2 separate regions of the Mus musculus genome follow, and region 2 is linked to region 1. The links are chromatin contacts, called in public Hi-C maps. All regions are on one chromosome and are shown on one strand. Each heading gives the region's core, a stretch centred on a gene start, on an enhancer-like site or on the middle of the called end of the contact. The rest is flanking DNA. Distances are from core to core; before and after follow the strand shown.

The links. Hi-C and Micro-C count contacts between places; a contact is called where the count stands out from the background.
Region 2: a Hi-C map of the N1E-115 cell line shows a contact between it and region 1, with 3 times the contacts expected there. The contact joins two enhancer-like sites. A contact is called at or near these places in 9 of 484 Hi-C or Micro-C datasets (the N1E-115 cell line, cerebral cortex, cortical neurons and 1 more), 8 of 115 datasets of contacts at active chromatin or transcription factors (T-cell acute lymphoblastic leukemia, astrocytes, embryonic basal ganglia and 2 more) and 1 of 9 other capture datasets (embryonic stem cells).

What each region holds. Positions count from the first base shown.
Region 1 is chr4:140,151,440-140,156,296 of GRCm38.p6, forward strand. The region is part of intron 2 of Igsf21 (immunoglobulin superfamily, member 21); the gene reads right to left. Among named protein-coding and RNA genes, the nearest start is that of Gm13029, 11 kb to the left of the region's middle. Within about 2 kb of position 2,347, at least 59 of the 459 cell types and tissues checked have an H3K27ac peak or open chromatin away from gene starts, as enhancers often do. A contact at or near this core is called in the N1E-115 cell line, where this site is marked.
Region 2 is chr4:140,221,590-140,226,446 of GRCm38.p6, forward strand. The region is part of intron 1 of Igsf21 (immunoglobulin superfamily, member 21); the gene reads right to left. It overlaps Gm33542 (a long non-coding RNA gene), which reads left to right. Exons shown (of 2, transcript XR_390881.3): 2 at 1-870. Among named protein-coding and RNA genes, the nearest start is that of Gm33542, 5.4 kb to the left of the region's middle. Within about 2 kb of position 2,637, at least 13 of the 459 cell types and tissues checked have an H3K27ac peak or open chromatin away from gene starts, as enhancers often do. A contact at or near this core is called in the N1E-115 cell line, where this site is marked.

The sequences.
Region 1 (4,857 bases), core at 1,097-3,596:
GCAGCACCACCCAGGGACAAATGGTAGTGTTGCTGACTGTGTAATGAGCTTGGAGGTGGTGATCCTCCCCAAACATCATCCATTCTTGTTCTAAATTTACCTTCTTTGGACTTCTTAGGTCACTAGGAAACAGGGTCGGACAATGGCTACCATGTACAGAATAGATGCCGTGTCGAGTCTGGTACCAAGTATATCCATCCAACACAGGGTCTTCAAAGCATGCACTATCAAGGTCCAGCCCCCAGAACCTACTGTAGACATCGAGTTACCAGACCGTTCTCTCTCTTTGCTGTCTCATTCACACCCAAGCTCAGTGTCCTCCCTCGCTGTCCCTGAGGGTCTCTGTCAGATCTCCCAGGGAAGCGGGAGAGCCTGGCTGGCCAGGTAACACCACTGGGACTTCAACACAAACCCAGTCCCAGCTGCCAGCATCCACAGGTGAGGAGGAGAGATGGGAGGGGGCAGGGGAGATGGAGAGATGGCTCAGCTGTTAGGAACTCTTGCGAAGGGATGGGGTTTGATTTCCAGCACAGATACCGGGTACCTCACAACTGCCCGTGCCTCCAGTTCTGAAGCTTGCGATGCCCTCCTCTGGGCTTCTTGGTTTCCCTCCTGCAGGTATGTGGTGCACACAAACTCACATGGAGCACACATATATATAATAAATAAATAAATCCCTGTTTAAAGGGCTGCGCGGAAAGCAGAGCATTGTGGCCCCTCATGTCCCTCTCCTACCCACTCCACCTCCTTCTGTGGCTTTTTTCCCCCCATGGCCTTGCAACCTGCGCTTAGAACAGATCTTGGGAATAAATAGTACAGGAAGGAGACAAAACAAAGATGCGATGATAAGAACCGCCAAGAAAGGTTAAATTCCCATGATTCCCTGCAGTTGCTTAATGGATTTCTATGATATAAACAGACCTTTGGCTTTGCCTGCTGGGCAGGCGACCCCCAACTAAATGAGTTTAGACAGGATTTCCTAATAAGAAATGTGCCTGGTGCCCACACTCCACAGACAGTTTGCAGAGACCTGCATTTCCCCAGACAGACTCTGTAGTCACACGTGGGTGGCATGTGTGTGTGTGTGTGTGTGTGTGTGCATGTGCTCGCGCATGTATATGAATATGCACACGTGTATGTGTATAGATCTGGGCACATGAGTGTAGAGATTAAGTTTACTTGCTGGCTTTTGCCTTTCATCTTGTTTGAGATGGGGTCTTTTCATGGCTTTCTGCTGTCTCTCCCAGGCTAGCTCGCTGGCCCTCAAGGATCTGAGGACTCCTGGGGATCCCCTTGTTTCTGTCTCCCATCTCCCTATAGGAGCTCTGGGATTACAGACATGTGCTACCATACCGGGCTTTACCGGGTTCTGGGAATTTGAACTTAGATACTCACACTTGCACTGCAACTCTTTCACCCACAGATCTACCTCCCCAAAGCCCAGTCTTTGCTCACGTAACCAACACTACCAAGGTGGCTGTGTAGTAGCTGCCCAGAAACACAGGAGATGCATCTTTGCTGGAGGTACCCAGAGGAAGGTGTGTCTAGAATTTTCTGGAGAAGTTGGGAGATGCAATAGGGCCCGAGACCCAGTATTTTAAATGTCCCCAGTTACTTACCCTGAAAAGCAGAATTCACCATATTATTTGCCTCTCGGCGACAACATGAAATTGAAGTGTGAAGCCCTTGACCCTGTCCTCGACTCCCAGGAATGTCACACTAATGTCAGCCACTCAGGTTGGCATTCATCTTATTTCTGAACACGACCCCGGTGGACAGGAAGGACAAAGTGAAGTCTAATGTGTAACATTCCCCTGGAGCTCTCTTCCTTGAGCCCTAAGGTAGATAGGATGTCGGAATGCCTGCCCCTGCTGGCCATGTATGGAACTGCACTGCTACCCTATTAACTACTGTTGGTTGCTGAGAAAAGAAAAAAGAATTGTGTACCAGGGCTTGCAGACAGAGACTGGGGAACTCCAGTCTAGACGATGAACCCATGCCATAGCAGAAAAGTCCCTTGGAGGAGGATATAAGGCGTCATTAGATCACACGGGACTTTGACAGAGACCACAATACTCAAGACCCCAGGCCTGACCAGTCCCTTACCACTATGTTTTCACAGGTATTTTAAGAGGGAGAACAACTTCCTTCTTCCCACCCTCCCTCACCACAAACACACATGCTGTAATGATGATAGCTCACAAAATCAATACAATTCACTTTGCTGGAACCCACCGTGGCATGAGTGTGCCAGGAAATGACTCCGACCGAGAACAGCCAGTGCCGTCCCCGTCCCTCTGACAGGCAAGTACAGCGTATTCTAGAGGCTCTGGTGGGGAGGATGTCTGAACGTCAGAGGCATTCTGGGAATGTCCTATGTCTGTTCTGTTGCAATCTGATGCCACCAGCTCTGTGTGGTGAGTGCTGGAAATGGCTGGGCTGAGTGAATGGGGAAAGAATTTTGCCCTTTGATTTAAATCAGAACAGCCATGTGTGACCAGCGGCAGGCAGTCACATGGATGGCGCAGATTGGCATGGGGGAGGAAGCGGGGGGGGGGGGACGCTCTGATCACTTGTGTTCTCTGAAGACGATCCAATAGTTTTTGGCACTGTCACCAAACTGGCCTGAGTTCTTCCCCTATTAGCCAGGCCTCAGGCAAGGTGTCCAAAATCCAGGCTTCTCCATCACCTTTTGTCTCTCTAGGCCTTCCCAGAAGTCTAGCCAGACGTCAATGCTACTATTGGCTCCCCACTCTCCTCGAAGAACCAATCTATTCTCTATGCTTTGGAAAGTCTTTCTCTCTGTGTGTCTCTCTGTCTCTCTGTCTCTCTGTCTCTGTCTCTGTCTCTCTGTGTCTCTGTCTCTGTCTCTGTCTCTTTCTCTTACTGTGTGTTGGTGGGAATTGAACCCAGGACCTTGCACATACTCAGCAAGCACTCCATGCCCCGAGCTACTCACTCAAGCTTCTATGGCTTAGAAAACCTCTGATGATCTACTGCTTGGACAGTTTTCTAGAGCAGAGGTACAAGACTCGACTCACCCATCGGGCTGATTTGTGCCCTCCGGGCTGAGTGAGTGGGGCAGTGGTAGCCTGCCACAATGCCTGTGCTTTTCCCTTCTGAAGCAATTGGAGGCCTAGGCCTGGCTGGGCCTGTGGGGGTCTATTCATCTCCTTCCAAGCCAGACTCTATAAGCTCATTCAGGAGACGGGGGAGGAAGGAGGAGGGGAGTGACAGGGGCCTGGAAACTAAAGGCACTGGGCAGTTTGCTGTTTGTGGCCAGACTTGTGGAGGGGAGGCGAAAGAACGAGGCAGGCTGAGGGGCTGGGCTGTCCATTGGAGAAGGAGGCTGGGGCTTTCCTGGCTGCCTCTCCCATGCCCTCTGGAAACTCTGCCCAGCCCAGGTCCTGCAGCCTCTACCTGGGTAGGTCAGTTCTTATCTCCCTCTCTTCAGCTGGCTCTGAGGGAAAAGAGAGAGAGAGAGAGAGAGAGAGAGAGAGAGAGAGAGAGAGAGAGAGAGAGAGAGAGCAGAAGAGCAGCAGTTGGAGGGAAGGAAAGCTGGCAGCATGGAGCCTCTTTCCTGGAATTTCCTTCCCTCCTTGCCTCCCTCCTCCCAATCACAGGCAGAGCACATGGGCTCCTCTGATCCCAAGGAGAGCAACCAGACAGCCAGCCACCACCCTGTCCAGCTACAGAATTAAAAGGCCCCGGCATTTGGCTCCACTGGTCAATTTGCATGTGATTTGCATACATCAGCATACCCCCCCCACTCCAGAGGCCTTCAGTCAAAGGATGTGAAATGAAATGAAATAAATTAATATAGCCTACCATAGCACCATACAGAGGGCCTGACACTCGTCAGAGATGTAACCAATGCTTTAAGCAGTTGGGGGGGGGGTGAAGGGGGCGACGGGGGCGGGGAAGGTAGACTGGGTTAGGCAGGAGGAAGATGGACTGACTCCTCTATCCAGCTTAAGAGCTCATGACAAGCTATGTCTCTGGTTTAGGGAGCCACAGGGATGGACACCTTCGGGGATAGACCCAGCCTGGCATGGCATGGTCTCTCTTCTGGAAGCTGTCTCTTCAGAAGGACTGTCTCCTCCAGCACAATGACTGATGGGAGCTGTGAAAGGCTTTGGGGCCTGTGGGCTCTGCCCATTTCTAATTCTACCACAAGGACAGTTCCTACCGGTCTGTGGCTATGGTTTTTTCTCTCTTCTCTCTGATTCCATCCGGGGATGAGGGAGAGTGTGACCCCAGTATCAGCCAGACTCTGGGTTAGTTTGTCGCAGTCTCTCTATGTTTACAGTCTGTGACAGCCAAGCAGCCCCTATAGCTTGTGACCCCACAGACGACACAACCCATGGCCAGCATCCTGCTGGCCTTGACTGGGGGACCGTGGGTTCAGCAGTGCAGCTCTGTAGGGCGTTGGTGGAAGCCACCAGAGCTGGTTCCAATCAGGAGCTGAGACGGAGGACAGACAGGCTTGCATCAAAAGGAGCACGGCCATAGCCAACAACAGAAGACTTGTCAGCAAATGGTAAACCAAAGACCAGAAATTCAAGATGGGTGGCAAGGCAGGCATTGAGCAAGACATGTTGTGCCTGTTGGAAGGAGGGCGTGGAGAAAAGCCGGAGAGGGGTATTGTGTGCCTGGAGTTCCCTCTTTCTTTCACCCCAAGTTTCCAGGCTCTGTGGCTGAGTGCCAGGAAGAGTAGCCAAGGATATCCCTGAACTTCTGATCCTCCTGCCTCCATCTCATAGAGCTGGGATTACAGATGTGCACAGCACCAGGTTTCATACAGCATGGGGGACCCAAATGAAGTTTCCACATGTGCCAAGCAAGCACTCTACCCAC
Region 2 (4,857 bases), core at 1,387-3,886, 70 kb after region 1:
ACCTGACAGTTCTAGATGGAAACTAAAGACAGAGTGGAAAATGCGAGCAGGATTTGCTATTATGTCTCCATTTTTACTGATAAGGAAATGGAGACCCAGAGAGGTGAAGTCATTTACCTCATTCCTCCAGCAAGAGCAGAACAAGGAACAAGGCCTCCGAGGTCCCTTTCAGCCGCCTGCTGGCTCTCTGGGTACCAGCCTTCCCACTTCCTCTCTCTCCCCTCTCCTGTCTTCACATCCTATACCCCAGGCCCAGGCTCCACGCTCTCCTCCCCTCCCCTTTATCCCACTCACAGCCAGTGGAGAGCCAGACAGCCAACCTTGCTCACCCAAAGAGTGAGAAGTGCCTTTTTGTGTCTGATTCCAATGTTTCTTGCTATAAAGCCAGCTTGTCCTTATTAGCAGATGGGGCCTCGATCACCACCCTCCCCACCTTTTGCCACAAATGTTTCCCTCTCCATAGATGTTTATCCAGCTGGGCTGTGGGCAGCCAGGCCCCACACTGTTGGGAATCCCCGATTGTCCTTGATGCAGAAGCACTATGGGACTTAGACTCTCAGCTCTGGGGTGGGTCCTCAGACGGAACTGGTCTTACAGTGGAGTGGAGGCACAAGAAAAGCCACAGTGTCTCGGCACAGACAGAAGAAGGCACAGTTAACTTAGCCAGCCCATCTCACTGGGAAGGACACAGGCCCAGAGCAGCTGGTCAGTTTGTCCTGAGTCACATCCTGGCATACAACAGGACCAGATTTTAGCACAGGGTTGGGCTGAATCCCCGGTTGCACCCCAAGTTGTTTAATGGGGTGCCAGCATGGGCTCCAGATTCCCAGCTTCCAGAACTAAAAGTCAAATAAACTTCCATGTTATTAATGACACAGCCTCTGGTATTTTGTTACAACAACAGAAATCAGACCAGCAGTTACCAGCATGCCACAGGACCTGCCCACAGCCACACCCAGCTGGGTGGCTCTTGTGTGTTGGGGTAAAGACCTTGAGGATGCCAGGGTGCCAGAAAGAGGATGGGATATCCCAGAGGCCGTGAGCCATCTGGGAGATGAGCAGGTAGGAGACATCACCCAAGAAGTCCTGCAACCTTCCAGCTGTGGAGAGGTTGAGAGTCCCTGACTGTCATGGGGCTGTCCCAGGCGCGGCCCCCACCGCAAAGATTGTGAGTCAGCCTGCACCCCTTGTTCTGTTCCCTGCCTCACCATGTTCCTTCCTCATGCATTCGTGTAAGGGAAGGGACAGTGAATTTACTCACACAAAGCATTTTATAGCGGTTTAAATGTCACGTGCTGAGGTTGCATATGCTACAAATTGTCTTTATTGAATGGAATAAAAGCATCTACTACTGCAACCATCTGTGAGATTCAAGAAAATACAGACCGAGCCAGGGTGGGGGCAAAGGCTCCTTCACTCAGTCCCATAGAGGCCACTGTCAGGATTCAGGCCACCAGGCAGCATACAGAGGACACACAATTAGTACTCCATGGTTGGCAGCCTGAACCCTGCCTTGTTCAAAGACTGGGGCTTCCTCTCCATGCCTCAGTCTCCCCATCTGGAGAAGCTTAGCCATCACACTGGGTACCCCCTACACGTGTTGTCAACGAAGAGGAAGCTGCCAGCTGTGGGACCATGCAGGACTTTGTGCTCCAAAGTGTCCCTGGCCCACCGCCAGGTCGCCAGTCTCCTCCTGCAGCTGTTTCCCAAAGACACCGGCCCTGGTCAAACTCCCTGTATCCGGCTCTGCTTTGAAGGGAAATCCCAAAGACTTGTGACCCTTTGAAGCGAGGGACAGCGTGTGTTCTCTGGCCCCGGCTACTTCTCAAGCCTGGTCGTCATGGAAGATGCAAAGCCCACACCCGCACAACGTTGCAGCTAGGAAGAAAGGCATCCTGCGTTCTGGGAGGGATAATGTTATAGCCACACAAGATATGGATCTTAAAGCTCACCGATGCTGCCGCCCATGTGTTAATCCCTGCCCTGGCAATCCTACAGTGTAGAATCCCTGATCCTTAGCCTCAGCCCTAGCCTGGGCAGGCACAGGTGCCTGAAGAAGGTGCGACCTCTACTCTTCACTTGCTATGTGGCCTTGAGTCGGTGTCTTAACCTCTCTGGGCCTCCATTTCCTCATTCATAAATGGGGAGATAGTAGGATCTGATGGAGGGTTTTTAGTACCGATTAAGGATATTAATATTCATAAGGCGCTTCAAAGCGTGCCCAGCGCACAGTTAGTAGTACATAAATATTTGTTAAATAAATATGTCTTGCTTACCTCCAAGGGTTGTGGTGGGGATCATCAGAAGATAAACATGTGAGAAGCTTGCGCTCCGTGGTAGAAATCCATACACACAGAGCGCAGCTGTGAGCTCAGTTAAGTCTTCATTTCCCTGAAGGTGGCTCCCCTCACTAGGCGTGGTGCTAGGGATGGTAAGAGCCACAGATGGAAAGCCAGGACTCGGGCACGAAGGATTGCCGGGACCCCTGGAGGTGGTTGCTGGGTGGCTGGATGGGCTTGGTGGTGTATAACAGCAAGGCTCGGCTGGAAAGGCGCTGGCCGGCCAGGCACCCAGCTTTGGGCCGGGAGAGGCGGCAGGTGTTTATCCAGAGGCTCTAGCTGGCCCTAATGTGTTTGCCCAAATGCTCACTCCCAGATAAGAGGCCTGGAGATGAGCTGATAAGCTGGGAGCAATTAACTCATCCCAGAGGGAGCCACGAACCCATCGCACAGAGGGGGCTGTCACAGTGGCCCACACACAGGGCTTTGAGGGTCACGGGTATTAGGATGGATAGATACCTAGACCTGGAGGGGCCTGGGTGATGGACTCAGTGGCTGGCAGAGAGTGACCAGGGTCATGTCTCCACAGCTGTGTGTAGACTCCCCAGAAATGGAAGTTGTGGGTAGGTTGAGATGATCTCAAGGAGGGGGGGCTGCCTTCTGCTCACTTATCTGTCTAGTCACTCATCTGCTGTTCCCTTACCCACTCTCCCATTCGTTAACTCACCCATCCGTTCACTTACTCACACACAGATACACACACATATGCTTACTCGCTCACCCACCCGCTCAGTCGCCCATTCATCTCTCACCCTTTCTCTCATCTGTCCACCTCAGCGCAGTGCTGTGCTCCCCAGCCACTCCAACACCTGCTCTCCCACTGGCAGAGGCCTCCTGGTTATGAGATTAGATCTCGCTTGGTCCTTGCCTGCCAAAGAGATACTCCCATCATGCCCTTTGTGCCCAGGATGCCAAGGCTCTGAGAGGAGGGAGACGCTGTGGGCATCAGGAACAGACCCAGTTGGTCTTCAGGGACCTGAATGGTCCTCAGGGACCCTGTTGTTGTGCCTGTGCTGTGGTCTAGCCTGGGCTGGTTTGGGGAAGGAGGGAGGGTACCCAGCTTGGAGGTATGTCACTATTAGCTAAGGTGAGAGTCACATTTTTGGTTCCCATTCGGTGCTATAGTGGCCAGGTAGAGGGGAAGGTCACAGGTCGAGATGGGGGACAGAAGGATTTGTAGTCGCAGAAGCTGTTGACCCAGGACAAGCACCTATAATCCAAAACCCTGAAATTCAAGATTCTCCAAGGTGAAAAAAATGTGTCAGGACATCTGTGGAAAATTCCACGCTGGGGAACTTTGTTTTGTACCTGGAAACATTTTGATCTTGTCTGAACTTCTCTGTGGGGAAGTTACTTCCAAGTTACTGTTTGGAGTCCAGCCCCATCTCCAGAGAAGCTTGCTAGGCACATGCAAGTCCAAGGTCCAAATTCTGAAAACAATTTCACCAGGCCATTTCTGCGGGCGTTCAGCCCACACGGCAGCCAACACCCCATCTGTTCCCGTGTGATCTCACAACGGGCTGTTAAATGCAGACACTGTGGGCTCAGAGAGGTGGAGCAATTCGCTCAAGGCCACACAGCAAACGTGCATGAGTTTATTCTATCAATCTGCCTACATAGCTTCCACCAGCAAAGCTATCGGGGAGACCCAAGTCTGGAGTCAGCTAGCTGGGGGTCCCCAGTCATCAGAGGTGAGGTGGCAGTGGTGGTGGCCCTGGCTGGCCAGCCCAGCTCTGGCCAGAAGCCTGGCTTCACCCTCAGTCTTGTTGAACCTCTGCTTTCCCCGCCCCCTCCTGGATGGAGGCTCTAATTTTAGCCAGCTAGAGAGAGACGGAGAGAGCTTTTAAACCCGGACTGATTTATGCTTTTCTTTAATTGCTCCAAAAAAGTGCTCTGCATCTTAGGGGGAAGCAGGTTGGAGACGACTCTATTTAGGTTAAGAATCGAAAGCTAAGTTCTCACCAGCCTGGCAAAGAAGAGGAACCCACTCAACTTGTCACGGTGGTCCCCTCCTGCTTCCTTCTGCCTGCCTAATCCCCGAGACTGTCTGTGTGCCCCACTGGCCACCAGGAACACTCCAGGTGGTAATGTGACCCCCAGGACACTTGCCACACCCACCATAGTACCCTCCACAGCCTCAAGTACAGGGGATATTAGAGGGGTAGTTATAGCTGCTGGTGGGGTTGGTTTTCAGGGCTCCTGCCAAGGAAGGAACAAGGGCGTTCCTTCTTCACCTTGGCCATCTTCCTGGTCCCCACAGAGGCCCTTACTCCACAGATATGAGACATGTCATTTGCAGGTGCGTATGACATTCTCTCTGTCTCTCTCTGTCTCTCTGTCTCTCTGTCTCTCTCTGTCTCTCTATCTCTGTCTCTCTGTCTCCGTCTCTCTCCCTCTCTCTTTCTTTCTCTCTCTCTCTCTCTCTCTCTCTCTCTCTCTCTCTCTCTCTCTCTCTCTCTCACACACACACACACACACAAACACATTTTGAGGCAGAATTGTAACAGTCTAGTCTATG